Regions from separate parts of the Mus musculus genome. Here region 1 is linked to region 2. A link is a contact called in public Hi-C data. All regions are on one chromosome and are shown on one strand. Each heading gives the region's core, a stretch centred on a gene start, on an enhancer-like site or on the middle of the called end of the contact. The rest is flanking DNA. Distances are from core to core; before and after follow the strand shown. Region 1 overlaps Camta1 (calmodulin binding transcription activator 1). Region 2 overlaps Camta1 (calmodulin binding transcription activator 1).

Region 1 (6,628 bases), core at 2,392-4,891, 390 kb after region 2:
CCAATCCAAGCAAGAAAGGACTGTAGAAGAGCTAGCGTAGAGGTAGCCAGCAGCCAGGCCTCGGTCCTGTGGAGGGTACAAAGTCCTGAGGAAAAAGCATTTCTAAAGACTACTCTGGATGGAGACCAAATTAAAGGCTATGCTACAGGAGACATAGGTTCTGAAGAACCCCAAAACAGTCTAGGGCTCAAGGACCTTTTCCATCTGAAGGGAGTGGGTGGGCATAAAGAATAGAAAAAGCCAGGAAAACGTGGGCAATGTGCAATACAGAACAAAAGAAGGGCAAAGTGTTCCAAATGACCCTCAATGGAAACAAAACTGTGGCCATACCGAGGACAGATTTGGCTGATACTAATAGCAATGGTTAATAGCTCATGCTGAGAACAGGTATCTTTGACCTAATTTGTTAAGGATGGTTCTTTTCTTTTCAACCATCCATAACCCCCATCTAGTCATGAGGAAAGTCAACATAACAAACCCAAACCTGACAACATCACACAAAATATTTCTCCTGTCAAGGTCAACACCACCAAGACAAAAAGGTGACAGTTGGATGAAGTCTAAGGAGAGACGACAACTAGTTAGTGTGGTATATCAGACTGGGTCCTGGAACAGCAAAGTGGGAGGACAGAGGGTTAAGGAAGTGTGTAGCACAGGTTCTGATGGCAGCAGTTCACTGGGGACCACTGAGCCAGCACGTAATAACCAGAGCCAGACGCAGGGCAGAGCTCAGTACACTGCACAACTCTCCTAACATAAAAGACTTGCCTTAAATCTGACCCTGAGATTTGACTAGAGCTGGAGGCTGAGGGTCTTTTCTGAACAGGACTCGGGAGGAAACTGCTAGCTCTACTTCAACAACTAAGCAGGAGTCTCCAGCACAATTCCAGAGGAGACCTCAGTGAGGTAGCTCTGCTGCAGATCTCTCTAGGTAGAGTCCTTGGCAAGCTGGGATTATGCAGGGCAATAAGGAAGAAGAAAGGGAGCGCCCAGGAGGTAGGTGTATCACCAGCACAGCACTATAGAAGTGGAGGGGAAAGAGAGGGGAAGGAAGGAAGGAAGGAAGGAAGGAAGGAAGGAAGGAAGGAAGGAAGGAAGGAAGGTCGGTCCAAACTCATAAAGCAGACAGAACAGCAATGGCTGTCAGGGCTGACTGTGGTGAGGAGATGCTGGCCAAAGAGTACAGACTTCCAGCTGTAACAGGAGTGAGCTCTGGGAACTCAGTGCACATCCTGCTGGTACCAGCTAACAATATTACACTGCTTATTTAAAGTTGCTAAAAGTCACCTCCCCAACAGACATGCAGGCATGCCCAGCGCACGCTCACTGTGCTCATTGTTATACACTGTACACACGCTGAGCCGTCACACCTTGGCCTGCCATGCGTACAGTATTACCAATTATACATCACAGTGTGTCACACCCTTTAAATCAGTGTCACTCATACAACCTATGTTCTTGGCCTCTTTATGATCCCTTTTTTAAATCAAAGGTATCTTATTTACATAAAATGAAACTAGCCTACTTGATAAAATCTCCTTGGCTCTCTTTTTTGGGGTGGAGGGAGGCAGCAAGTAATGTCCACATTTAATAGTACCAGACAAAAGGCATACAGTCAAGACCTGAGAAAATTCCATCTTTAAATCCAGGAAGAAGAGAGTAAGAGGAGCATCCAGCAAAGAACAGAAAAGGGCAAACCATCCAAGAGCTGGGAGGGCTGGTGTGAGCACTGTGCTTTGTTCCTGGTATGGAACTCGGCTGCTGCTCTTGGAGTTAAGATGGTGTTGGTGGCAATTTGATCTGAGACCTGTGGTGAGGTTATTGTTGTTACAGTTGCTGAGACCCAAGTTTGCTACATAGCCCATGTTGGCCTAGAACTCACAACAATCCTCCTACCTCCAACTCCTCAGGGACTGGGCTCACAGGTGTAAATCACATGCCTGGCTTGTTAGAACTCTGGATCACTAATGATCCAAGAAAGAAGGTGCTACAGAATAACGGAAGCTAGGTTCAAACTGAAATGCTTGAATTACAAATGAAAAATGAGAAGTTAGCGTAGCAAGAAGTCTGGATCTCAAATTTGCAAACCCATGTTCATAGCAGCATTATAGAAACCATACAGAGGCACCATGCGTTATCTACATAATAGAATGCCACTCGGTTTTAAAAAGGAAGGAGTCTGGAGAGATGCCTCAGAAGTTAAGAGCACAAATTGTTCTTATAAAAGACCCAAGTCAGGTCCCAGCACCCTGTACAGCAGCTCACAACCACCTCTAAGTCCAGCTGATGGGGACTAATGATCTCTTCTGGCCTCTGCAGGCTCCTGCACCCATGTGCACAAACCCATGGTCAAATAGTTCAAAATAAATACACAATTAAAAATAAAAGTACATCTTTAAAGCCAGAAGGGAAAGGGATGCTAACATATGCAGCTGATGGGGACTAATGATCTCTTCTGGCCTCTGCAGGCTCCTGCACCCATGTGCACAAACCCATGGTCAAATAGTTCAAAATAAATACACAATTAAGAATAAAAGTACATCTTTAAAGCCAGAAGGGAAAGGGATGCTAACATATGCTACAAGGTGGAGAAACTTTGAGAGCATTATACCAGTCACACACAAAAAGATAACACTGCCTGATTCCCTTTACAAGGTCACTGGAACAGCAAATGCACAGATGACAGAATGGAAGGTGTCAGGGACAGGACAGGACAGGATGTGTGATGAGGACAGAGTTTCAGTTTCTAAAGTTGGATGATGATGGTGGTTGCACAATAAAAATGAACTTTGAAATACTGTACTGTACACAGAAACAGGTAAGACGCTACATTTTCTGTTGTGTAAATGTAAAGACACCTGCCTGTCTGAGCATCAGAACAGCTCTCAGGTCATCATGACCATCTCTGTACAACAGAACTCGGAGAGGAGTACATGGACGAGAGCATGGTTTAAGCAGAGAGACTGTGGGTGCTGGTGCCTCCCTCAAACCCTCACGAGGAACCAGGCAGCCAGACTAGACCAAGGACATTCCTTCAGCCGTCACAAGACCTAACAATATTTGTGATATGCAAGATGTGAGAGGCAATGAAGTGATGGCTATAGAAACAAAGACAGAAACTACCCAGTCCTCTCATCAGTGCCAAGACCCGCTTTAAATTCAGTTTTCCTCAACAATACAGTTTCTAAGATCATTTGAGCTCATTTACTGGAACTTAGAACTCATTCAAAAAAATGAATATACACTGTAAAGCTATGTTCTCTTTTTGACAGGTATCTAAGCAGAATGACCAGTAATTTTCTATGTTAGAATAAAGGGGAGGGTCACTATGTAAGGGAAGAAAACAGCATCATGAAGCTCAAAGTAAACAGATCACAGATGACAGTCCACACAGAGCCCAGGGCTGCACAGCAGCACAGGTAACTGCAGCATTTCAAGTCGACTGGGAAAAATCAACAACTCAGCACAAGTAGTAGTCTGGGAGGAAAATGAAATCACAACTCTGCCTCCCCCTGCTCATGTGGCTTCTCAAGAGCTTAGGTACATTAAACACCTAAGGAGAAAACAGAAGAGAGGCTCTGCAGAGATGACCCAATCACATTACAAGGCAGTCCTTCTGCTAGCTTCCAAAGTCAGAAAGAGCCAAAGTTAGTGTACACTGTTCACAGGGCTGGCACCCAGCACGTTAAGAAAGCTAACAATTAACTACAAGTGCTTTGCACAAGAAAAACTATACATGTTTGCGCGCGTGTGTGTGTGCGTGTATATGTATGTGTGTATATATACATACATACATACATACATACATACATACATACATACATATATATATTTCTTAAAGAAAAACACTTAGAAAGCAAGGACTGTGGAAGAAAAATGAAGAGCCAACTTCAGGGAAATAATATCAAGTTACACAAGCCGTTCCAAAATGCTAAGTCACAAGAACATAAAAACAAATGAAATTTAAAGGAAACAAGGAGTCGGGCATAGTGGCACATACCTATAATTCCAGCTCTTGCGAAGCTGAGGCAGGAGGTTGTGAGTTCAAGGCCAGCCTGAGCTACACGGAGGGACCCTGTCTCCTGGTAACAAAGGAAGTAGGAGTCGCTCACCAACAGACTGCAGGACTCCTGAGGGAGAGCACAGTTGTGCTTAAGGACACATGGAACCTGTACCCTCACATCTGACTCCTGAGAGTTAAATTTTTACATGGCAAATATTTATCCTCTGACAAGCACATCTGTCCTAACTACAGAAGTATGCAAAAATATGTGAACCAGAATGTTAAGTGCGCTATTTTTAAAAGGCTCAGCTATATTAAACATCTAAGGGTAAAAATCCAAACCAACATGATGTAAGAACAAAATAGAGATTGCTAAGTTTTTGTGGACATCCTTGTTCTGCAATTATGCATATTCATAGCCACACATATGTAGCAACATGGAAAATGGCCATAATATTCTGTGTTATAAGGAGAAACCAGTCAAGGTAGGGGTGTGTGTGTGTGTGTGTGTGTGTGTGTGTGTACGAACTTGTGTGCCACAGGAGCACACAGGACTTACTCAAGCATCACTTAAATCCCCAAAAGGGCATTATTATGGCTTAGATATGTTTTAAACTCTCCCCCCAAAAGCTCTGTATCACAAGTCTGGCTCTCAGGGGTAACGGTGTGTAGCCTCTGTGAGGTGGAACCTAGAACAAAGTCCTTGGATTAGAGCCAGACAGGTCCCTGGAGCAACAATCAGCATACCTATAAAGAGATCCTGGTGGGTTCTTGGACTAGCCCAGCCTCTCTGGCTTATTTTGAGACCCAGTTTCTCCTCCACATGTACTCCTGAAATCAACCATCAGACTCTCACCAGAGGCTAAGCCAGGAAGCCATCTGATCTTAAACTGTTAGCCTCCCAAACTGTAAGTTAAAGAACTCTTACTGTAAAGTTCCTAGCCTTAGGCATTTTACTACAGTAACAGAAAATTAGAATAAACTTTCCCAAAATCAAATTTCACACAGTGGACTAGGAAGTGCAGTCATCCGAGAGAGTGTCAGTGTGTGCGGCTCCACAGCTCTGTGTGCTAGGGTTTCTGATGATTGGCCTCCACCCCAGTCACTCACACATGTGAGTGGCCTTACATCATGAAATGTAATAAAGCAGTCTCAGGAAGTAAAGAGAAAATCTGTGGCAAAGAACAGACTGATCCATGGGTTCCCTTTTACACAACATGGAGTCTTCTTAGCTAAGACTTACTAGTCCTTACATGAACACCAAAATCTCCCAGCCTAGAGAGTATTCTGCATAAGCAGCCAGAAGCAGACTGTCTCAGGCTACAGTCAAGTCATGCGGGGCATTGTGCAATCTCCACATGAAAAGCATCAGCAAATAAAAGACAATCCTTCTCAAGCTTGCCTAAATTCAAAAGAATTATGGCCTTCCAATACATTCAAGCAAAGAGCACCCATAGGCTCAACTCAGCAAAGGCCTACGAAGATACGCACTACAGAAATAGATTATTAACTGATCTAAAGAGTGACGTCAATATATAGTCACCACAGTTCAAAAGCAGCTTAAAACAGTTTAATTGCCACAAAATAAGCACAACATGTATGCATACACACACACACACACACACACACACACACACACACACACACACACAAAGCAGAATAATGTTATAAGCAACACAGGGTATAAAGATCCTTAATATGTAAGAGCAGTTTCATGTTTAAATTACTGAAAAGCCACCTCTCTGTTAGGCAAGGTCCTCAAGGAGCACTAGAATGTGAGATCTGGACATTTCACTAGAGTGCCTAACAGAAGATAAAGCCAGGGCCATGAAATAAGAATGCCTGAAACCCAAAGCACATATGGACACTTAGATCCATCCAGAACAAACGGAGTTACACTTCTTCTAAGTTTATTTACATTGCTGTGTGTATATGGGGGTGGGGGGGGAGATAATGATGTGGGGTCCGTTCTCACCTTCCTCCTTTATGGAGTCCTGGGATTGAACTCTCTCATGAGGCTCACACACAAGGGTTTTAGCCTGCTGACACATCTTGCTGGCTCCTAGCCATGACTGGCATTCTGGGCATCAGTATGAATATCCCTACAACAGCATGCTCATTCACAATCGTCCTTTCTTTCCTCTACATCTCCTTCTTAACTATTTCCTGGGACCACGTATCATTAACTGTTCCCATAACTGTCTACAGAGAACACACACTAGGCTCTACTGAGCCTGGAGACAGTGAGTATAACTCCAGCCTGATATGTCTCCCATGCTACTCAGGCTGCTGAGTTCACCTCCTCGAACTACTGAACAGGTTACCTATTGTCTGTTTCCCCCTTCAGAAATGAGTTTGTGCCTTGTATATCACAAAGGCTCAGAATAATACCTAGCCTACAAGGTTCAAATATTTGCTCAGCCAATGAATGTCCTCTTTTCTGGTTGGTTACATCTCCTATTTGTCCAAGAAAACACAGGCTTTGTCCCATAGGCCCTGTGGAAGTACCTTGGTCTGCACTCTCATCATTTCCTTGCCTCTAGCTCCCTTTGTAACTGGTTCAGTTTTATTTGCTCTTCAGCTCCAAATCCAAATTCCTTCTTCTTCCTTTTTTTTTTTAATTTT
Region 2 (7,014 bases), core at 3,696-6,195:
TTGTAGTTAGAGGTACTGATTTGCTGATGCATTCAATGTCGAAGGGTTCTGTGGGGTTGAGCAGCCAGAGCAGGGTGGACTAGGAGCAAAGGAAGAAGAAAGGAAGGAGAGACCATGTGGCTCCCTCCAGGCCTGGAGGATGGAAGCCAGCTTTAGTCATGTGAGTCTCTGGTGAAGCTGCTTCCAGAAGGGAGCCTGGGAGTCACGGGGCGTGCAGTCTCTAGCTTTATTGTGAAGAGAGTCTTTAAAAGAGAATGCAAACTCAAATGGAAATCACACAGTGGCTGCCTCATTCTAAAGTAAATGCATAACAGACTTTTTTTTTTTTTCTTCATTCCACATTATGATGACTGGAGATACAAGAACAACAGTCAGTCCAAGTCCCAATGATCTTAAGTTCTCTGTAAAGTGAGCGGCGCGGAGGCGTCTGGGAACCCTTCACCACATGGCACCACGGGGTTCCTCCTAAGACCCCAGGATTAAATTCATGTCCATTATTTTCTGTTATTTACCCCCTGTAGAGCCCCCACAATAAAACCAGGGTCTGCCCTGATCCAAAGGAGGCATAAAAGCAAAATGAGAAAATAATAAAGAAGTGTTCGAAGCCAGCAGGATGGGGACATCCTAGGGCCTCCCTCTGCCTGGTCTGAGAACCAGGCTCCTGTTCCATTTTGGAGCAGGGCACTGCTGCTTAAGGCAGCCAGGGAGGAGACGGAGGTGGAGGGCTTTGGTGGAAGATTCCAGGCAAATGAGACCCACCCACACCAGCTGTTGACTCTGGGGAGCTGCAGGCTCCGGGTATTGGAAATAGTTCTGAGTCACACGGTAGCGGGAGGCAAATTGCCCAGACCATAAACAAGTGGGAGAATTCCAGCGAAAGCAGGGATTAGTGGGGCAGGCTGGACCCTCCCCCCCCCCGGCATAGCTCCAACTGAGTCATACATGAAAAGGAAAGGCAAGAGATTGCGGGTGGCTCGGTCTGCGGCGCAGAGGCAAAGATGATTTCAGATGGCGCGGTCTGCGGCTTTCAATCACGTTTTCCAGCATACAGAGTACCTTTTACATAAAGCCAGGAAGCTACTGCTTCATGCAACTGCTGTGCCATGAAGGAGCAGTGCCTTCCCAAGGTACTGCGTATGGAAGTCGTGTTCTTGAAGCTGGAGAAAGGAACCAGTGTGGACAGATTTCCAGGAGGGAGGCTGCCCCAACCGGCCCCCTGTGGGTCACCTCGCAATCCCAACTTTCAGCCAGAAGACATAATTATTATGTCTAAGAGTAGGAAACGTATTTCTCGAGACCTCAGGGGCTTCAGTGGGACCAATAGAAGCTTCAGAATGAAGGAAGGTGGGGAGTTCTGTCACCTGTGAGAGGCCATACCAGGCATCTCTGGGGGAGCCTGAGGCTGGGGTACAGCCTAGCTGCTGCACCAGGCACCATTCTGTCTTGACTCTTATCCTGTGTATCTCAGGAGGAGCCCACCCTTGCCCTCAGCCCCATAGCTCGCCGTCCCCCTCCCAGGACTTCCCAGGGAATTCCTGGTGTTCTTTCCCTGAGAATTCCCATGACTGTAACTGAAGAATCTAACAGGCTTTGTTCATTTCAGTCACAAATCATTTCCACTGGCTTCATTTCAACCCGAAACCCCGAACCACATCCCAAGACACACACGCAACACACACACATGCACATGCCCACTCACACTCATACATGCACGCACGCACACACAGGCAAGCACATGGAGCTGTCCTGTAAGGCACTGCTGCAGGAAATGGGAAGAGCTGTAAAGATTAAATCAAAGAGTCTCAGGCTCCAGCTGCAGTGAGAACTGGTGTAGTACCTGTCTTGCTTTTACGTGCGCGAATGCACGCGCGCGCACACACACACACACACACACACACACACACACTCAGAGAGAGAGAGAGAGAGACAGAGAGACAGAGAGGGACAGAGACAGACAGAGACAGTGAGGGACAGAGGGGGGAAGGATGGAGAGACAGAGACAGAGGCTCCATCTGCAGCAAGGACTGTTGTAGTACCTGCCTTGCCTCTGCAGACAAGCACAGATCTTGGCAAAGCCCCCTGCAGATGTTATTATCAGAGAACACACTTTTCAGGCCCTGGGCCTGTGAGAGAGAAAGCGCAGGGTACGCCCCAGGTTTGCCCAGTTTTCTGAACCATTCCATGGAGAGTTGAAGCCAGTAGCCTGCCTAATCACAGAAAAGAAAAAAAAATCAGAATTGGGGGTGGTCATTGCCCATTTGGGCTCTACAGAGAGGGATGTATGTAGGGGGATCCACAGAGTAGGATCTGCAGAGACGGATGGCCTGGAGGTCCCTGGAAGGCACCTGGTAGAAGGCAAAGCTGCCCACATGCAGAGACCCAAGCTGAGCATGGGTAGAAATGAGGACCTTTGAATTCCTTCCTATCTGGATTAGAAAACCTTTGCTATGTACATGGAACGATCACTCAAGAGTCCAGACAGGACACGCCTTGGGATCGAGGACCACTAACCATAATAAGGTGCCAGAAATCTTCAAATGGCAAAATAAAGACTCAACCCAAATCTGTCCCTCAGAGGACCTTTGGTTTGAGTAACAGACTCAATGTCCTACTGGAAAACAGACTCCCTACATCTGCCTTCCAAAGTAGCTCTCTTGGCCATGCATCATCATGTACCCAGGTTGAATTGATCTCCAGATTTCTTAATCAAGATCAAAAGGGGCTTTCGGATGGGGAGGGGCTTGGTTTTGCAAAGTTGGGCTCTTTCTGGCTCGTTGGTTTGGGGCGCTGGGGAGGTTGCCTAGCTGTTAGAAGCACGTACTGCGCTTGCAGAGGATATTGTTCTGTTCCCGCGCCACATCAGAAGGCTGACAATCACTTGTAACTCTAACTCTATGAGATCTGATTATAGTATCCCAGAAGCCAAATTCAGAGAGGGACAGACACAGTGGGAAGGGAGGCTCAGCTATACCAAGCTTCAGATGGGAGTGGTGGGGGTGGGAGGGGGGCAATTAACAACTGAGAAAAGAAATCTTTAAAACAAAGACCCTGGGCTGACAGTAGCTCAGTGGTAGAGAGCCTGGTCAGCATGTGTCCCCCTGTGACCACTGAGGGCACCTGCACTCGTGTCTGCACACATGCACAAACACACACAATAAAAAAATAAATCTTTTTAAAGGGGTGTTTGGGTTTTTCCAGTGCTGGGGCTGAGACCTGGACCATGGACTTTCTAGGCAAGCACATCATCATTAAGCCAGGATCTTTCTAAGACTACAATGTTACAGAGTTATCTTCCCAGGTGGTCACCTCCCCCCTCCTCAGCCATTGTCATCAGAAGTTTGGTTCAATCAACCCTCCTTCCACCTTGGCAGTCTCTCTGAACTTGGCTTCCAAGTGACAGTCCCCTGGTTTTTTCCCCCTCCTTAAGTCCCCGTGTCTCTATTTCCTTTGCCAACTTTCCCTTTCTTCTTGAATGCTAAATGTTTTCTGTGCGAGCCTGGGTCCTTGGTCATTTTCCCTTCTTTATACTCTTTCTTTTGGTAGTCATCCATGATCGATGACTTCAAGCATCTGCCTCTCTGGTCTGAATGCTCCCTCGCTGGAGCCTCAGACTTGGAGAGCCAATGGGCTATTCAATTCCTGTACTTGGATGTCACTGTTACAATGCCCTAAAGAATGTCTTCCCTTCCCATAGTACTCTAGCCTGCTCATGGTACCACCACTCAGCCAGTTTCTTACCTCCTCAACTTCAGAATCGTCTCTGATGCATCCTCCTCCCTTAAGACCAAACCTGGGTTCTTTTAAAACATAATTTCTTCACTTTATATGTGTGCGTGTTTTACCCACATGCCTATATGTGCACCACATGCATGTCTGGTACCTTCAGAGGACCTCCGATGTCCAGAAATGTAGTTACAAATGGTTGTGAGACGCCATGTGGGTGCCAGGAACAGAATCTGGAACCTCTGGGAGCGCAGCCAGTGCTCTTAAGCACTGAGCCATGGCTTCAGACTCCATAGCCAAGGTCTTGACAAGTTCTGCTGACTATATCTTCTGGTGCACTCCAACTCAGCTCAGTCCAACTCCTCCCAGTATGGTTAAAATTTACCAAGGTCTTATCTACAAGTCCACAACAGACAGCTGTGGGCTCCCTGTCAGAGCAATGCTATGCTGCTGCCGCCCGAGCCTCAACTCTCATGTGTTGCATAGAAATGGGTGCGTGCTCTCAGTGACTTTTATTTTCCCTTTGTAAAACGGGCTTCCTTCAAGCCCCCAAGTGTCCTCCCATGGAGACCGCTGGGACGTTTGGGGTCTCACTTGCCTCTTCTCATGCTTACACTGTTCTACAGGAGGGTGTGCTGCGAGAGTCCACAGAAAGCCCAGGTGGCGAGGGACGGAGGGTGGCATTCAGCAGACAGCAACTCAAGTTCTCAGTCCAAGAGCCTGAGAAATGGAACCGTCCCATCAACTGTGGGAAGGAAGCTGGGGAAAATCTTCTCTCCTGCGCTGCTGATGCGTCTGCTCATGTCTAAGCCCCGGCAAGCAGACTGTGGCATGGCAAGGACTCCACAAATATTTGTTGATCAATTTTACAGAGCGGGCTTTCCCTGGGTGACTACACGCTCATAAAATGGAGACTCTCTGGAAGCAGCCCGGGACGCTCTTCTCAATCCACACTCTCCACCTCACAAAGGCGGATCACTTGCGGATCTTCTTCAGCTATTCGAGGTGGTTTATCACACGCCCAGATCTGCGGGCATCACTACTCAAACCCAAAGAAACACGGCGGGCCTCCCCTAAGGGGGAGCAGTGACCGAAGAGGCACAAGTCAGCAGGCAAAGCTCAGTGGAGGCGTTTACATCTCCGCTCTGTGGCACTGACAGGCCACGGTTGTAATTGGGAAGTGGGAATGGTATGCATGTGGGCAAGGCTCCTGAGCTCTGGGTTCAGGCCAGGTCCTGCTCTGTACTGTGTACACTGCCTTGTCTAGATCACCAAGCCATAGAGAGCAGGTGACATTCAGACTTGGGTTTTATAGGCCAGAAGCCAAGGCTGAAAGCCCAGGGCATGCAGGAAGAATAACAGGAAGTGGATCCACAGAGGGTCTCTAGGTCAGCAAACTGCCAAGACACATGTCTGTATTTATTGCCCTGCTGTTTGCAGCAGCTAAGAAAGGGAGCCAGCTAAGGTGCCCATCAACTGATGAACGGATATATAATATATGCTACGTATACACAGTGGAATTTCATACAGCAATAAAGCAAAATGAGTCATGACATTCACAGGAAAATATATGGAACTGGGAATTGTGTTAAGTGAGATAAGCCAGGCTTGAAAAAAAAAATCATACACCATGTTTCCTCTCATATGAAAGTGTGTGTGTGTGTGTATGTGTGTGTGTGTGTGTGAAAAGCAGCAAAGGACTATGGGAGAAGAGATGAAGTTGTGGGGGGGGGGGGAGGGGAGGGTATGAAAAGAGGGAAATGGAGTATGTGATGTGACACCAAAGGGGAGCACTATTTGTGGGGAGGAGGGTGATTAGCAAGGAGGAGGCAGGGAAATAGAGTTAGGCAGAGAGAGGGAGATGAACTGAAACCATGAATAAAATGTATAAAATGCCACAATGAGACCCACCACTGTAAACAGTAACAAAAAGAAGATGGGGCTGCTGGCAGGATGCTGAGGTCAGGATGAGGGCTGTTGCCCCTGGCATTGGGATGCTGAGATCAGGATGAGGGCTGTTGCCCCTGGCATTGGGATGTTGAGGTCTGTCTACCGGCTGTTGCCCCTGGCATCACATAACAACTGCTAGGCAGTAACTAGAAGGCTACATCTTCCTTCTTGGACTTACATATATGAACAGAAAAGCAAATGGAGGAGTGGTCTTGGGAGCAGGATGGAGATAGAGATGAATTTCAGGGCACATCTCTCTAGGGAGAGCTGGGAACACACTTGTGATCAAGAGCTTTGGACTTGGAGGCTATTGGGGAGATGTGCTGGGTAACATGTGGAGGGTGCTGGGTAACATGTGGGGGGCTACTGGGTAACATGTGGGGTGCTAAGAAATGTGGGGGTGTTGCTGGGTAATGTGTGGGGGAGGTGCTGGGTAACATGGGGGTGCTGGGTAACATGTGGGGGAGGTGTTGGATACCATGTGTATATGGGGGTGCTGGGTACCATGTGGGGGAGGTGCTGGGTAACATGTGGGGGGATACTGGGTACTATGAGGGGGTGCTGGGTAACATGTTGGGGGAACCTGGGTACCATGTGGGGGGTGCTGGGGACCATGTGTGTGGGGGAGGTGCTAAGTACCATGAGGAAGGTGCTGGGTAATATATGTCAGAGGGGTTGCTGGGTAACGTGGGGGAGGTGCTGGGTAACATGTGGAGGGTGCTGGATACCATGTATGTGGGGGGTGCTGGGTAACATGTGGGGGAGGTGCTGGGTAACATGTGGGGGGGTTCTGGGTAACATGGCAGGGGAAATGCTGGGTAACATGTGGTGGTGGGGTGCTGGGTAACATGTGTGTGGGGGTTCTGGGTAACATGTGGGGGTGCTGGGTAACATGTAGGGGGTTCTAGGTAATATGGGGGGAAATGCTGGGTACCATCAGTGCTGGGAGACCTTACCCTGGGCTGGGCTGGGCTTCTCTGAAGGCTGAGACATGGATGTCCTTCATCAATCCTGACTAGATAGCCCTATTCCTAAGGTTTCTGCAGGAATCTAGCCAGGCACCCATTTGGATTCTGGAGCCTGAGCTGAGTCTGAGAGTTGGAGAGAGTCAGCTTCAGTGTCAGGCTGACATTTCTAAGAAGGCAGTGCCCATCTCTTCTTTCAGAAGGTGATAAAGCCTGAGCATGGGTGGCCAGGCTGGGTAGCAAGGGACAGCTCGGATGTAGCCTGCAGCCTCTCCAGGGGGTCCAGGCCATTCCCTCAAGATGTACACATCCACCACAGCATGCAAGGCCTCCTCCAGAAATCACAGGCGATTGGCTGTTTCTGTTAACTAAGTTT

Evidence for each region. A called contact is a pair of places that touch in the nucleus more often than the background predicts.
Region 1: a contact with region 2 is called in a Hi-C map of liver, with 2.3 times the contacts expected there. The contact joins two enhancer-like sites.

The regions. Positions count from the first base shown.
Region 1 is chr4:151,801,675-151,808,302 of GRCm38.p6, forward strand. All of the region lies in intron 3 of Camta1 (calmodulin binding transcription activator 1), which reads right to left. Among named protein-coding and RNA genes, the nearest start is that of Gm42357, 37 kb to the right of the region's middle. Within about 2 kb of position 3,642, at least 18 of the 459 cell types and tissues checked have an H3K27ac peak or open chromatin away from gene starts, as enhancers often do. A contact at or near this core is called in liver, where this site is marked.
Region 2 is chr4:151,411,021-151,418,034 of GRCm38.p6, forward strand. The region is part of intron 5 of Camta1 (calmodulin binding transcription activator 1); the gene reads right to left. Among named protein-coding and RNA genes, the nearest start is that of Gm30344, 42 kb to the right of the region's middle. Within about 2 kb of position 4,946, at least 11 of the 459 cell types and tissues checked have an H3K27ac peak or open chromatin away from gene starts, as enhancers often do. A contact at or near this core is called in liver, where this site is marked.